Linked DNA regions of Rattus norvegicus: all the other regions are linked to region 2. The links are chromatin contacts, called in public Hi-C maps. All regions are on one chromosome and are shown on one strand. Each heading gives the region's core, a stretch centred on a gene start, on an enhancer-like site or on the middle of the called end of the contact. The rest is flanking DNA. Distances are from core to core; before and after follow the strand shown. Region 1 holds the start of Poll (DNA polymerase lambda). Region 2 holds the start of Fgf8 (fibroblast growth factor 8). Region 3 overlaps Fbxw4 (F-box and WD repeat domain containing 4).

What was found. Hi-C and Micro-C count contacts between places; a contact is called where the count stands out from the background.
Region 1: a contact with region 2 is called in a Hi-C map of Schwann cells, with 5 times the contacts expected there. The contact joins the promoter of Poll here to the promoter of Fgf8 in region 2. A contact is called at or near these places in 3 of 12 Hi-C or Micro-C datasets (the A7r5 cell line, Schwann cells and psoas muscle).
Region 3: a contact with region 2 is called in a Hi-C map of Schwann cells, with 5 times the contacts expected there. The contact joins the enhancer-like site here to the promoter of Fgf8 in region 2. A contact is called at or near these places in 10 of 12 Hi-C or Micro-C datasets (the A7r5 cell line, the Rat2 cell line, Schwann cells and 5 more) and 1 of 1 datasets of contacts at active chromatin or transcription factors (oligodendrocytes).

Annotation. Positions count from the first base shown.
Region 1 is chr1:254,355,036-254,359,216 of GRCr8, forward strand. Poll (DNA polymerase lambda) reads right to left here and starts at 2,654. Exons shown (of 9, transcript NM_001014168.1): 1 at 2,635-2,654; 2 at 1,722-1,858; 3 at 679-973; 4 at 330-489; 5 at 1-41. The coding sequence starts at 1,833. Dpcd (deleted in primary ciliary dyskinesia) reads left to right here and starts at 2,758. Exons shown (of 6, transcript NM_001398788.1): 1 at 2,758-2,858. The coding sequence starts at 2,795.
Region 2 is chr1:254,536,950-254,540,941 of GRCr8, forward strand. It overlaps Fgf8 (fibroblast growth factor 8), which reads right to left and starts at 2,656. Exons shown (of 5, transcript NM_133286.2): 1 at 2,406-2,656; 2 at 2,269-2,305; 3 at 1,243-1,390. The coding sequence starts at 2,437.
Region 3 is chr1:254,378,338-254,382,602 of GRCr8, forward strand. All of the region lies in intron 6 of Fbxw4 (F-box and WD repeat domain containing 4), which reads right to left. Among named protein-coding and RNA genes, the nearest start is that of Dpcd, 23 kb to the left of the region's middle. Within about 2 kb of position 1,559, at least 10 of the 93 cell types and tissues checked have an H3K27ac peak or open chromatin away from gene starts, as enhancers often do. A contact at or near this core is called in Schwann cells, where this site is marked.

The DNA.
Region 1 (4,181 bases), core at 1,404-3,903, 180 kb before region 2:
TGGGGCCCTTCCCCATCACTGGCTTCATCCTCTGAGCTGAGCTGCGAACAGAAGAACACAATAAATCTGGGCCCTCCTCAGAAGAGAGAGTTGTCTGGTGGGTAGGTGTCTCCTGCTTTGACTGGAGGAAAAGGTTCCAAGGGGCTCCTCTAGAACCCAGCCCTGGGCTTCCCCGTGGTATATGGCAGACATAACTTGGTGAACGCAGGACTGATAAGTGTTGGGAAGAGACAGACAGGTGCACAATCAAGAGATACCTAGAATTTTCTGTATAAAATCCAGGCCCTTCCGTTTCTGTGATCAGCACCCTGAGTTGGAAGGCTCCTCACCTGGGTTTGGGTTTTTGGTGGCTTTTCTGCCTTTGGGGGAGGAGATACAGCTCTGGTACAAGGAGGGGAAAGAGAGAGCGTTGTCCTGGGTAGAACCCCCTGAGTGCCAGGAGCAGAAGCATCTTGGCCTGACTTGCTGGGCTGTGGTTCATTCAAGGACCTAGAGGGCAGGGGGAGGTCACAGGCAGTTAGAATATCAAACGTCTCACCTGCCTCTGTCCCCAGTCTTCCTCTACACTGAAACCTTGGTATGTCCAACTTAAAAAGTAGGAGTTGTTTTTTTAATAACTCAATGGAAACTCAAATGTTATTATCAACAAACACCTGAGAAAGGCTAAGGGCAGCCGACCTCTTAGGGCTGGAAAGGCTGAATCCGTCCGTGTCTGTCAGCTTTTTCTCCTGTAGACACAAGCTCAGCCAGGCTGACTTCACCAGCTGAGCACCAGGGGGCAGCTGGGGCAGTCTGAGGAGCCGGAGAGCCCGTTCATAGTCCATGCCTTCATCCACCACAATGTGAGTGACTCCTGGGGCCTGGGCAGAGCACACCTGGCCACCATGCTGGATAATCTGCTTCTCAAAGAGTTCAGCCCGGGCTCGCCCAATGCCAGTGGGCATAATGTGGGCCCTCAGGGAGCTCAGCCATCCTGGGAAGAGGATACGCAAATGCTATTACCATTATATAATAATAATAATAATAATAATAATAATAATAATAATATTATTATTATTATTATTGCACTATTATTTGAGACAGGGTCTCATGTAGCCTAGGCTAGCTCAAACTCACTATGTTGCAGAGGATAACCTTGAGTTTCTGATTCATTCTGCCTCTCCAAGTGCTGGAATTACAGGTTGTACGTCAGTGAGTTGAGAAAGTTTTAGATATAACGAATTGTTTGAAGTCACCTCCCTTCATTTTCCTGCCATCCAGTGAACAAAATGCCTTCAAGGAATTCTACCACAAACATACAGCAAACTTCCTTTTTTGTTGTTTTGTTTTGCTTTTCAAGTTTGAAGGCAGCCTGGTCTATAGAGCCAGAGTGCCAGGACAGCCAGGACTACACAGAGAAACCCTGCCTCGGAAAAACAAAAAAACAAACAAAAACAAAATCAAAGGACAAAGTGCCGGCTGAATGTGGTGCCGCACACCTGTAAGCCTCGCACTTGGCAGTGTCAAGACAGGAGGATCGGGGCTTAAGGTGATTGTCAGCAAGGTCAAGGTTACATTGAGACTCTAAACAAGAGAAAAGGACAGAAACCGAAACTGATACAAGGTATGTACAAAGAGATCTTGGCCCCTCACAGGTAAGGCCATTCCTGCTATCTGATTCTGACTGAAAACAGGAAGGCTGAGAATTCCAGTATATGAGGTCTGGGGGCGGACGGGCTCACCTCTAGCATCTCCTGCCTCCCTTTTGGGAATCTTTGCAAGTGCGTTTGATGATGGATCTGCATGAATTTTCTTTCGCTTGGGAAATGCCTTCAGGATGCCCTGGGGGTCCATTGAAGTGCGCTGGATCTGGACCTTTCTGTTTAAGGACAGATGTCATACAGAAAGCCAAGAGCGAGAGCCACCCCTTGACTATTTTGGCATAGAGATGGGACTTGGGGGTACAGACTCCTTTCTCCGAAGTCTCGGAAACCCCAGTTAAACTTAAGTGATTTAATACGAGCGCCACACACACCAGTCTTTCAACCTTAATAGTACTAGGGAAGCCATAGAAAGTCTGGGATTATTGCGGGGATGGGGGTGGGGGGTGGGAGTGGGAGTTGACGGAAGAGAAACAACATTAAGTGGGGGAGGGATACAGCGCAGAATCCGCCTGTGCTTCCGCTCCCAAGGGGCTTTTCCAAAATGATAACGGGCTAGGAATGGGGACTACATCTTTAGGAGGGTCTTCATCTCCCCCAATGAATTGAAGTCTAAAGGACATGTCACATAAAGCTCACATCATCTTTCTCTAGCCTCAATGTACATTAGCAGAAGAAAACCTGGGGAGTGCTGTGTGCGCTGTGCACCTGCCCCTGTCGCAGCCTCCTCGCGCGGGTCTGAGCCCCGCAGCTGCAGGGAGGTGGAGGGCAGCCACAGCAGCTGGAGGGTGCCCTCACAGCTGGAGGTGGGCAAGACCGGAGCAGATGTGCCACTCACTGCACGAGCAGCTGGCACGAACCGGGGACTCCCAGCTGGGGCCAGAAGAGAGCTGGTGCTGGGTCCCTCAAAGCTCTAGGAGCATCCCCACTCCACCCGGCCCCAGGACCGGTCCAAAGTAGGCCAGAATCTCCCGGCAAAGAGAAATAAACTCACCATGGGAGCCAATGAAAACGGATTGGGGGAGGAGGAGGATTGAAAAAGGGGGAAAAAAAAAAAAATCTGTTCCCAGAATACTTCCCGGGTCATCCGGAAGTGATCATCGGTCGGGTAGTTGCCATGGCAGTGGCCAGGCGCGTTGCTGGGCGGAGGGAAGATGGCGGTGACTAGCTGGCTGGAGATTTTGCGGTCGGCCGAGAAGACGGCACTGCTGCAGGATGGTAACTCGAGCCCCCTCGTTCTTCACCCCTAGGGCGGGCTCTATGAGTCCGCTCGCCCAGGGAGGGCCTCAGCCTCAGCCTGGGTGGGCAGAGGTGGAAATGTCGCAGCAGCCATCAGCCATGCTTGCTTCCTGCTTTTGCAGAGGAAATAGGCCCAGGGAAATGACCCGAGTGGAACCCAAGTCTTTGGTCACCCACCTCAAGAGTTCTTTATACCATCCCATCCCCGCTGAGACTTTTGTTGGTATTTGTTCCCAATAATTTCATTGTACATTCATCATCGTTCCTCAGGGCTGTACCACAAGGAAACTGAAATTCAGGAAGGTTTTAGACCAAACCCAGGTTTTGCAGATAATCAGGTATAGTTCATGACCTGGAACCCCATGCACCTCAGTTTGGGGGTCCTATTGATGGCAGCCTAGTGGCATAGAAAGGAGAGGCACCAGGGTTTTAGGTCAACTGTACTATTCATTTACCATGGCCTCTTAAATTGTTAGGACCCCATTTTCTTCTATTATAAAATGAAGTGGGTGGGCTGCTACCGTTGTTTCTAAGGTCCTTTCCAACTGTGCTTTGTTTATGATGTGGATTTCACATTGTTCCTTGATCTTTAGGGGAGATAGAACGAGGGCTACGGTCTAAATGACTAGGAACAGGAGTTTGATATGTCAGCTTTTCCAGCAACTGGCCAGTTTAAGTCCCCTGTGCCCCAGAGGTCTTTCACGGACCCACTTGGCAGCCAGGATGACTTGGGTCTGAATTCCTGAGTCTTTAAAGCTAACAGCTAGGGACTTAACATCCACAGGCAGATGCCTAAAGTTTATGGAAATTAAAGTCAGTTTCATTTGCTCCTACCTACAACATTTAGGGAGCCCATTACCGTAATGTACCAAATTCTGTGCCAGGCAGATAGAAAACAACCAACCAGCCAACCATGGTTTATGGTCTCCTGGACCATCGAATGATCAAGAAAAAAATACGTAATCAATTTGTGTTAAATAGAGGTTGGAATCTTAGAAAGGCAAAGAAAGCCCATGCTTGCCATCTCTGCACTTGGGGAGTTGAGGCAGGAAACTAGTTTAAAAGGAAGACAGACAGACAGGATTGAGATAGTATGTGAAGTGCTAAGAAAGCATGGAGGTGAAAATAATTTTCTCCTTGGATAATCACCAAACAGGAGAGGTGATATTTCCAGCCCCTAAGGAATTTTTAATAGTTACCTGGTAAGTGGAGGTGAAGGAGTGACCACGTGCGGAGGAATGGATCACACGTAGAGGCAAAGGAGTGTGAGAGAGTACAGCAGAATGTTAGGTATGAAAGCAG
Region 2 (3,992 bases), core at 1,406-3,905:
ATCGATCAGGGGAGCCTGGCCAGGCAGTTTACAGAGGCTTTCCCAACCAGGCTTTTGGAAAGCTTAACATTTCGAACCTATTCTTCCACCCCAGTGACAGATTTATCCCAGGAAAATTATGTCTCCTCCTCTAGCTTTGAAGGGAAGTCAGCTACGTCGATGCTGAAAAAATGCAGCGAGACATACTCGATCCCCCAAACTGGCTCGAGAAGAGGAGAAAGTATTCAGGAAATGTTAAAAAAGGTGAAAGTAAGAAGAGTTTTAATCGCTCTGCCAGACGCGGGGGTCTCTCCAGAGATTCCTCGAGAACAATCTCGAGCCTTTTTTTTTTTTTTTAACATTTACAGACTTGCAACTCCTTTCAAACTCTACATCTGAAAAAAAGAAAGAAAGCCTCGTTCTTTTTCTGTTTTATATCATTCTTCATTTTTCTCCTTAGCTCTTAAAATGCCTTGCCCTTTTATTACATTTTAATAGAGCCTTCCTTTCTCCTTTCATGCTTGTTTAAGTTGGTCATCATTTAAAGGTTTTTAAACTCACAATATTCCGCTCTCTAAAAACTCCAGCCACCCAGAGGGTTTTGCCTTCCTTGTGGTACATCCAGGAGTCTGGAAATTGGCCCCATTTCAAGACAGGAATATTGAATGTTTTAGAAATCAATCAGTTCTCAACCCCTGCCCCAGTAGCTCCCTGTTCTCAGCAACCCTACGGGGAGCCGCCAGCCGACTCAGCCCCCTGGGGTCTCCGCAGTAGAGCCGGGAGTCTTAACTTTCAGGGCCAAGCTTCCCTGTGCAGTTGACTCTTCTGATCAGTTAGCCACTATCTCCCTTTTTAAAGCTGGGCAAACTGGGGGATTTCTCTACTTTCTTTTTCCCATTCTCCTTTTGTGGGCCCTGGCGACATATCCTCTTTCAAGAACTTCCCTTAAATCTGGGCCTCTCCCCTGAACCCTCTGCCTCCACCTGCAGCTGGGAAGAGGTGTGTGAAGAGGGGGAGGTTGTAAGGGAGACTCCTGGTTTCATTCATTTGCGGAGCAGGGAAGAGAGGGCACCTGTTGGCCCCGTCCTCCCCAGGGTCCCTTCCCCACTATTCTCTCCAGCTGACCCCAAGGCACCTTTTTGCCTTAACTCCTTCCCTTCTCAGCTGGGGAGCCCGCAGGACTCCCATTGCAGCTGGGGCTGGCAGGGAGCGGCGAGGTTCACAGCGACCTCTCCTCTCCAGGGTCCGGGGAATGCGCCTTACCGAAGGGGTCTCCGTCTTCTGCCATGGCGTTGATGCGCTTGTTGGCCAGGACCTGCACGTGCTTCCCGCTGGTGCGGCTGTAGAGCTGGTAGGTCCGGATGAGGCGGCGGCTGAGCTGATCCGTCACCAGGCTCTGCTCCCTCACATGCTGTGTAAAATTAGGTGAGGACTGAACAGTTACCTTTAGGAAATTGAAAAATACACAGCACGCCATTATAATGCTACTCCGCCCAGGGGCCCTGAGTTGGTCCCCACTGCCCTTGTACCCCCCTCCCGCCGCGCCAGGCAGCCAGCAGGGACTGGGGGCATCCCCACAACATGCCGGCTCAGGCCACCAACCCCCGCGGGGAAGTCGCGCAGACCCACCCAGGATGGATGGATAAACCCGGGATGAGGAGAGTCTGAACCCACCTGTTGGGAAACACCCTGGGGCTCCCGGCCAGCTCGGAGCAGGGAAGCGGGCTCCCTGCCCAGCGCAGGCCCCCCGCCCGGGCCTTCCTAGAGGAGCAGGGTGCTTTTAAGTAGCGAGGCAACGCTACCCGACCCGTGACATTTATAAAGACAAATTTACGGAGCAAATGTTGAGAGTGTAAAGGGCCTAGGTTAACACGCTGGCCCAAACCGGCCACACGTCTCCCCAGAGAGCAGCGGAGAGGATAGTTGCTGCAACTACATCCCAACTACCCTTGACAAGGAACACCCGCTGACTCCGGCTCCCGCCTTCTTAGGAGGCCAGGTGTGGCTACAGGTAGCCTTCCCACCCACCCGAACTGGCTAGCGCGCCTTTGAGAGTCGCTGGGCTCAAGACCCTTGGGTTCTAGTCTCTCCACTCACTCGCTCTGTGACTTTAGGCAGGACACTGTCTCTCTGTTCCTTAGATCCCTCCTCGGGGTAGTTTGGGGCTGGATTTGTAAAGTTCTTTCCAGCCCTGCTGCGCTGGCCGAAGGATCGGTCCTCGTGTCCCTGCCCGAGAGTGTCAGCTGGGTCCCCCGCGCCCGGCCCCCGCTTCTGCGCGGCGCTCCTTACCTGGGCTTGGAGGCAGAGAACCAGCAAGTGCAACAGCCTGTGGGAGACAAAAGCGGGCAGGAGAGAGGCGCGGGGTGAGCGGAGAGGGCTCGGCGAGCGCTGGCAGACGGGGACCCGGGGGCGACCGCGGTACTCACAGGCAGCTCAGCGCGGAGCGGGGGCTGCCCATGGCGCGCGGCCCCGGGAGCACCGAGAGCCCGGGCGGGGTCACGCCGTCCCACTGGAAGCCGCGGGGGGACAGGCCGAAGGTGCGGAGGCCGAGGAAGGTCGGGGTGCGGGAGCCCAGCGGCTATCCCGACGCGGCTCGGCGGGTCCCGTGGAATGTCGTGCTCGCCGCGCGCGCCGATTCCCTCTGCGCCGCTGCCGGAGCCGGTGCCGCTGGCTGCTCAGGAGCCGGAGCAGGCGGGAGGGTAACGGGCCTGTGGGGTGGGTGGGAGGGTGTGGAGGGAGGGGGAGGACAGGGGCGGGGGGCGCCGCACCGGCCGCGAGGGGGGAGCGCGGGGCGGGCGGCCGGAGCCCGCACCCCGGGCTGGGCGCTGGGGCCGGGTCGCCGCCCGGGGCGGGGGCGGGGCGGCCCGGGGCGGGGCGGCGGGCAGAGCTGGGATTGGGGGGTCTGGCCCAGGGGAGGGGTCTAGGGACCCGCGGGAGGGGCGGGAGCCGCTGGCGTGGGCGCCTCCCACTACCCTTGCCTGTCTCTTCCAGCGCTCCTGGGGGCTGCCTGGGACAGCATGTTTGGTGAGGACCCGTACGCTTGAGTCCTGTAGAACTGTTTCTCCGCGTGGGGTCGGGATCTGCTTATCTCTGGCCTCTTCGAAGGTCTCTGAGTCGCCTAATGTGTGTTTCGGCCTCACTCGCTCCTCTTGGAAGCGGCAACTAACATAGTGAACTGGCCCGGGTGCTGAGCGTCCTTTGGGCGCCGCTGGTACCCGGTGCCTTCACCTTTCAGAGAACTCAACCTTATTGGTTTCCTGTCTCGCAGTTTCCAAAGAGGCTCTGGGAGGGAGAAAAGCCTCTTGCCACCCCATTATCACCTTTAGCCTTACTTCTGTTCGTCCCCATCCAACTCCCATTAGTCTGAAGCTTGAGAGGAACCTTGAGGAGTCTATGTGGTAGGACCCACAACCACTGCTTCCCACCTAAAAACTGAGCAATTAGCAGGGGCAGAAATAACTACATTCGGGGTTGGGGATTTAGCTCAGTGGTAGAGCGCTTGCCTAGGAAGCGCAAGGCCCTGGGTTCGGTCCCCAGCTCCGAAAAAAAAAAAAAAAAAGAAAGAAAGAAATAACTACATTCAGCAACATTCAGGGCATGGAGCCAAGCTACCTAGCCTTTCGCCCTCCGAGTTCCAGGTTTTCCTTGGTGTCTTGTGTCAGTTGGAAGAGGGGAAGTGCTGGTGAGAAGGCAGAGACTTCTGTAAGCCTCTCCAAGCTCCTCACCTCATTGCTTTCTTCATAGGGCTTCTGGGAACCCTGAGCCATTATTTTATTTCTGTGGGCACAACCTGGGTAGGCAGAGATTTCTCAGGCCAGGTATTTTCGAAGAACAAGTGACTTCTTGATGTGCCACCCAGCTGCTGCTGTCAGCTACAGTCTCCTCTCTACCGACCCCTCTGTGCCTCTGGAGTGGAACTAGGGGTTTGAGGTGGCCCTAGGAAGTCCTGGTAGGCTAAGGAGAGGCAAGCATCTGGTTCTGCCTTCCACCCCCTTTCCTCCATTCCGTATTTC
Region 3 (4,265 bases), core at 309-2,808, 160 kb before region 2:
GCTTGAAGCAGGCTAGGCTGCCAGCCATTGTCTAAACATAGACTTCAGCTCCATGCTGTCCCCACCACTCAGACTCCTCCCCCACCTTGCAAAGTACTGGAGGAGGAGGCTGGGGTTCTCTCTACCTACTCAGCCTTTCACTGTGAACACCGAAGGCTTCTAAGGATCACCTCAGCTCTCCACTGAGTGCTTACACCCAGGTTGGCACCTCTGTGCCCAGCCACCTTCCCAGGGATATTCTTGGTGTATGCAGTGGCCCCGTGTTGGCATGGGGGATAAAAATAAGCTTGTAACAGGGCGGTAGTGGCATACACCTTGGATCCCAGCACTCAAGGGGCAGAAGCAGATGGAGCTCTCTGAGTTCAAGGCTAGCCTGGGTTACAAAGTCAGATCCAGGAAGAAACCCTGTCTTGAAAAAGCAACACACAACTAAAACAAAACAAAAACACATGTTATCTTCCAGGGACTCCTGGGGTAGACATTTTCTTCCCAGGTCAATGTCTCTATCAGACCTGGGCCTTGCTCCCAGGGAATCCCTGCCTTTCAGACCAACCACCAATCACCATGACAGGCATGGGAGGTGGGAGGAGTCTCTAGCTCAAGGTACACTTGGGTTTGTGTACCCCAGGTGGGAGCTGTTGTACTCCACGATGCTCCCTTTCCAGATTGTGGGGCCTGCCCACTCCATTAGTAAGGCTGTAAGGAATGATTGAGGAACTCTCCCCTTTAATCTGTGGAAGTAATTTCATGTTTGTTTGAAATAGAAGATGAAAGACTGTGGGTAGGGGTGGAGCCCAGTGGAGCCCCAGCCGCCCACCCCGTTGCTGGGATTCTGAGAGAATGAGACCTGGGCACCCACTGCTGGTGGGGTGGGTGAGCAATGAGAGAGGCACATCCAGATAGAACTGCTAATCTGAATCCCGTCCACTGCCCAAGAAGCCCTCAGTACAGCACAGCCCAATGGGTCTGGGAGAGACCCTTGGCCTAGCCTGGAAGTTTCTACTTTACTTTGTCTAGGACTCTCAAGTGGCCACACACACTTTGAACCACCAATAAAAAAGATACACTTTCTTTGGCCTTGAGGCTCAGGACCCTCAAAGCTCTGTTGTAAAGCGCTGCAAGGTTAAGTTCAGAGCATGGACTGACACACCAGGCGCTGGGAAATGCCTGCCTCTTCTAACAGTGGCCCAGCGGAGCCACAGGAGCCCTGCTGGGGCTTTGATTTGGGAAAACAAACAGAAATGGCACCATGGGCCCTTTGGGTTCCCACCCCAGGCCCAATTTATGTAGAAAACTGTAGTGTAGCCGTTGTGTTGAGGAAGGGGCTGGTCAACAATAGCCCTCCAGTCTGTGTCTTTGTCCCCTCCTGTGCTGCTGTTCTCACTGCAAGTGTGTTCTTGTAAAAACGATTAGATTGCAATTTGTATAACGTGGTGACCCCCAAATTCAGACGTTTCACCCCTTTTCTCTAGAAAGAATGTTAAGAATGCTTCTCAGCCTCTCACTGTAGGGGGAAAGGGGGATGGTGTACGCAGAGCCTTGGCTGTCCCACAACTTGTGTGGGAACAGGGCTGCAGCTCAGAGCCCCAGGCCAAGACAGGAGCAAAAACTGTGCTTGTCACTATAGAGAGTGAGACAAAAAAGTCCCTTCTCTTCCAGCTCTCGCAGACAAAGCCGAGGCCTCCAGGAGCTGCTGCGGGCTGGGGACCTCCACACCCCAGCCTCCTGAGCCTGACTCCAGCAATTCTCCCTCCACCCAGGGAAAGATAAAGACAGATGGGGCAGCCAGAGTGAGTCTGGTGAATGAGAAAGGCGAAGTATGCACGCTAAAGGAGTCCTGTTCCCCTGGCACAGCCTCTGCAGCTTTCTCTGTGAGGCTCTAGTACCTGGGCAGGAAAAAGCCAGCCAAGTGGGACCACATCCCAGAGGGGTCTCTCAAAACAGAAAGCAGGTCTCCTGGGCCTGGCTCACCCTGCTGACCAGGAGAAAGAGAAATTAAATAATGTATTGTCATTAGCCTCTGTGGCCAAGTTGACGGAGGCATTTCCCTGCCCCCAACCTGGACCCTGCAGAGTCCAAACACCATGATGTCTGTCTGTCCGTCCCCCCCCTCTCGTGTGTGTGTGTGTGTGTGTGTGTGTGTGTGTGTGTGTGTATGTGTGTGTGTCTGTGTGTGTCTGTGTCTGTGTCTGTGTGTCTGTATAGCCCTGGCTGACCTGGAATTCACTCTGTAGACCAGAATTCTAACTCAGAGATCCACTTGCTTCTGCTAGGATTAAAGGCATGGCTGCTGCCACCACCCCTGGCCCATACGCCCCCACAGGACTCTTGTACTTGAAGTATTCTGAGGCTCCCAGCCCACAGTGATGCCTGCTTGTGGCTCTCACATTTTCCAGCTACTTCTAACATTGGGATGTCTGGTGGTGCTCCCTGGAGCCTATCATGGATGCTGTGCTTCCCTTTGGGTGTCAGGACTCCGTCTGGCATGTGCTACCCTGAACCATAACTGGTTTTTCGGGAAAGACAAGTGAAGCATGACAAGCATTTACTTCCTCGCTCTAAGGGCAAATGGCCTGAAAGTTACATCAGGCCCAGCAATCACTAAAGAAAGTAATGTTCTCTCTTCTCTCCGTCCCTCAACAGTTAATCAGGCATCTTCTATATGCACAATGCCATGCAGAGATCCCAGAGATGTGAGCTGCACTATAAAGGACCACTGTCCCTCCTTTCAGTGAGTGTTCAGTCCATGAGGGAGAGAAGTCTAAATTTATACTCAACTAACAGAGAAAAACAGAAGAAAAGAGAACTTTCTATGAGGAAAATTGGCATTTTGGGTAAGGGGAGTGAGTGATTCTTCAGTTAGTGACAGGATTGTGACAGGCAATGATGGAGGTGATGAGGCTTGGCAGTGAGGGGACATGTCAGTCTCCAGCATCCTGCCCACAGGGGCCTGTGGCTGCACATTCCTACCTGCCATAGAGCACTATGAGGCTGTGGGGCAGAGTGGTCGTCTCAGAATGGCCCTCAGGTTATGAATAAAGAAGCCAAAGCTACAGGAAATGCCTTCACATTGCACACCAAGGAAACAACCCAGGAGATAGGCTATGCTGCACACCAGCCTGGTCATGAGAGAAATGCAAATGGCTGTATAGATTTTGGGTGGCAGAGGAGCTGCTGCCTTGATAGCGGCTGCCATGGTTGAGCCACTGTGTCTGGGAGGTGCTACACTGCATCTCCATATACACTGGCTCATGTAGTCCTTGGAATGGGCCCAGGTCTCTCCACACCACTTCTCAGGTGAATAAGCCAAGGCTCAGGCTGCACCTGGTAAACTGAGGTCAGGACAGAAGGATTGGGCCTGCCTGCTCTGCCATCCACTCTTGCTGGCTTTCCCTACCTCTCTCTCGTGCATACAGTCCCTCAGACATCATCTGTCCAGACCCTATGGCCCACCCCAGTAGACACCAGGTCCAGCTTCAGGCCCTCACTTGGGCTTTGCCTAAGGGTCTGGTCCTCAATGGGAGTAAGAGATTCAAGGGAATATATCCCGAATTAACAAAAAAAAAAAAAAAAAAAAAAAAAACAGAACACTTCAAATGTTTCTTTGAAAGGTTGCAGGTGCCACACACGGTGTACTTCTAGAAGTCGGGGCAATTTAAAGGACTCAGTTATCTCTTGCCATGCAGGTTCTGGGAATCAAACTCAAGTTGTCAGGCTCAGTCACAAGACTTTTTGTCCAGTAAGCACTTGCCCCAGTTTCCAAATGTAACAGCAGAGATGTGAGGATAAAGAAATGGCTGAAGTTTTTGTCCCTGCAACATGAGGTATGAGGAGACGCACACAGTGTCTGTCACATGTATGTGTGTGAGCATGCATCCCCTCCAGCACCCACCAGAGCACACGTGTTCAGACACAATGGCTCAGAGGACAGGCAGCCAGGCAGCCCACTTTGTACTGCTAACAAGGCGACATAATTACAGGAAAGGGCAGCCGGGCAGATAAAAGGATACAAAATTTCAACATCTGTTGCCATAAAGGGATAAGGAGAAGTGAAACGCAAAGTATCAGTTTGGTGTCAGCAGGCAGAGAGCCAATTTCAAAGAGTTGAGGGGGACAGAGGGGACAAGAAAGCAAAGCCAAGGGGGGAGAAAGAATAAGAAATTACAGGGTTCCTTAAAGAAGTAAAGAAAAGAGAGAATGAAAAGCTGTCAGGAATACTTTAAAGGAGGAGGCAGGTACTTTCAAGAGGGGCAGTCCCATAATCA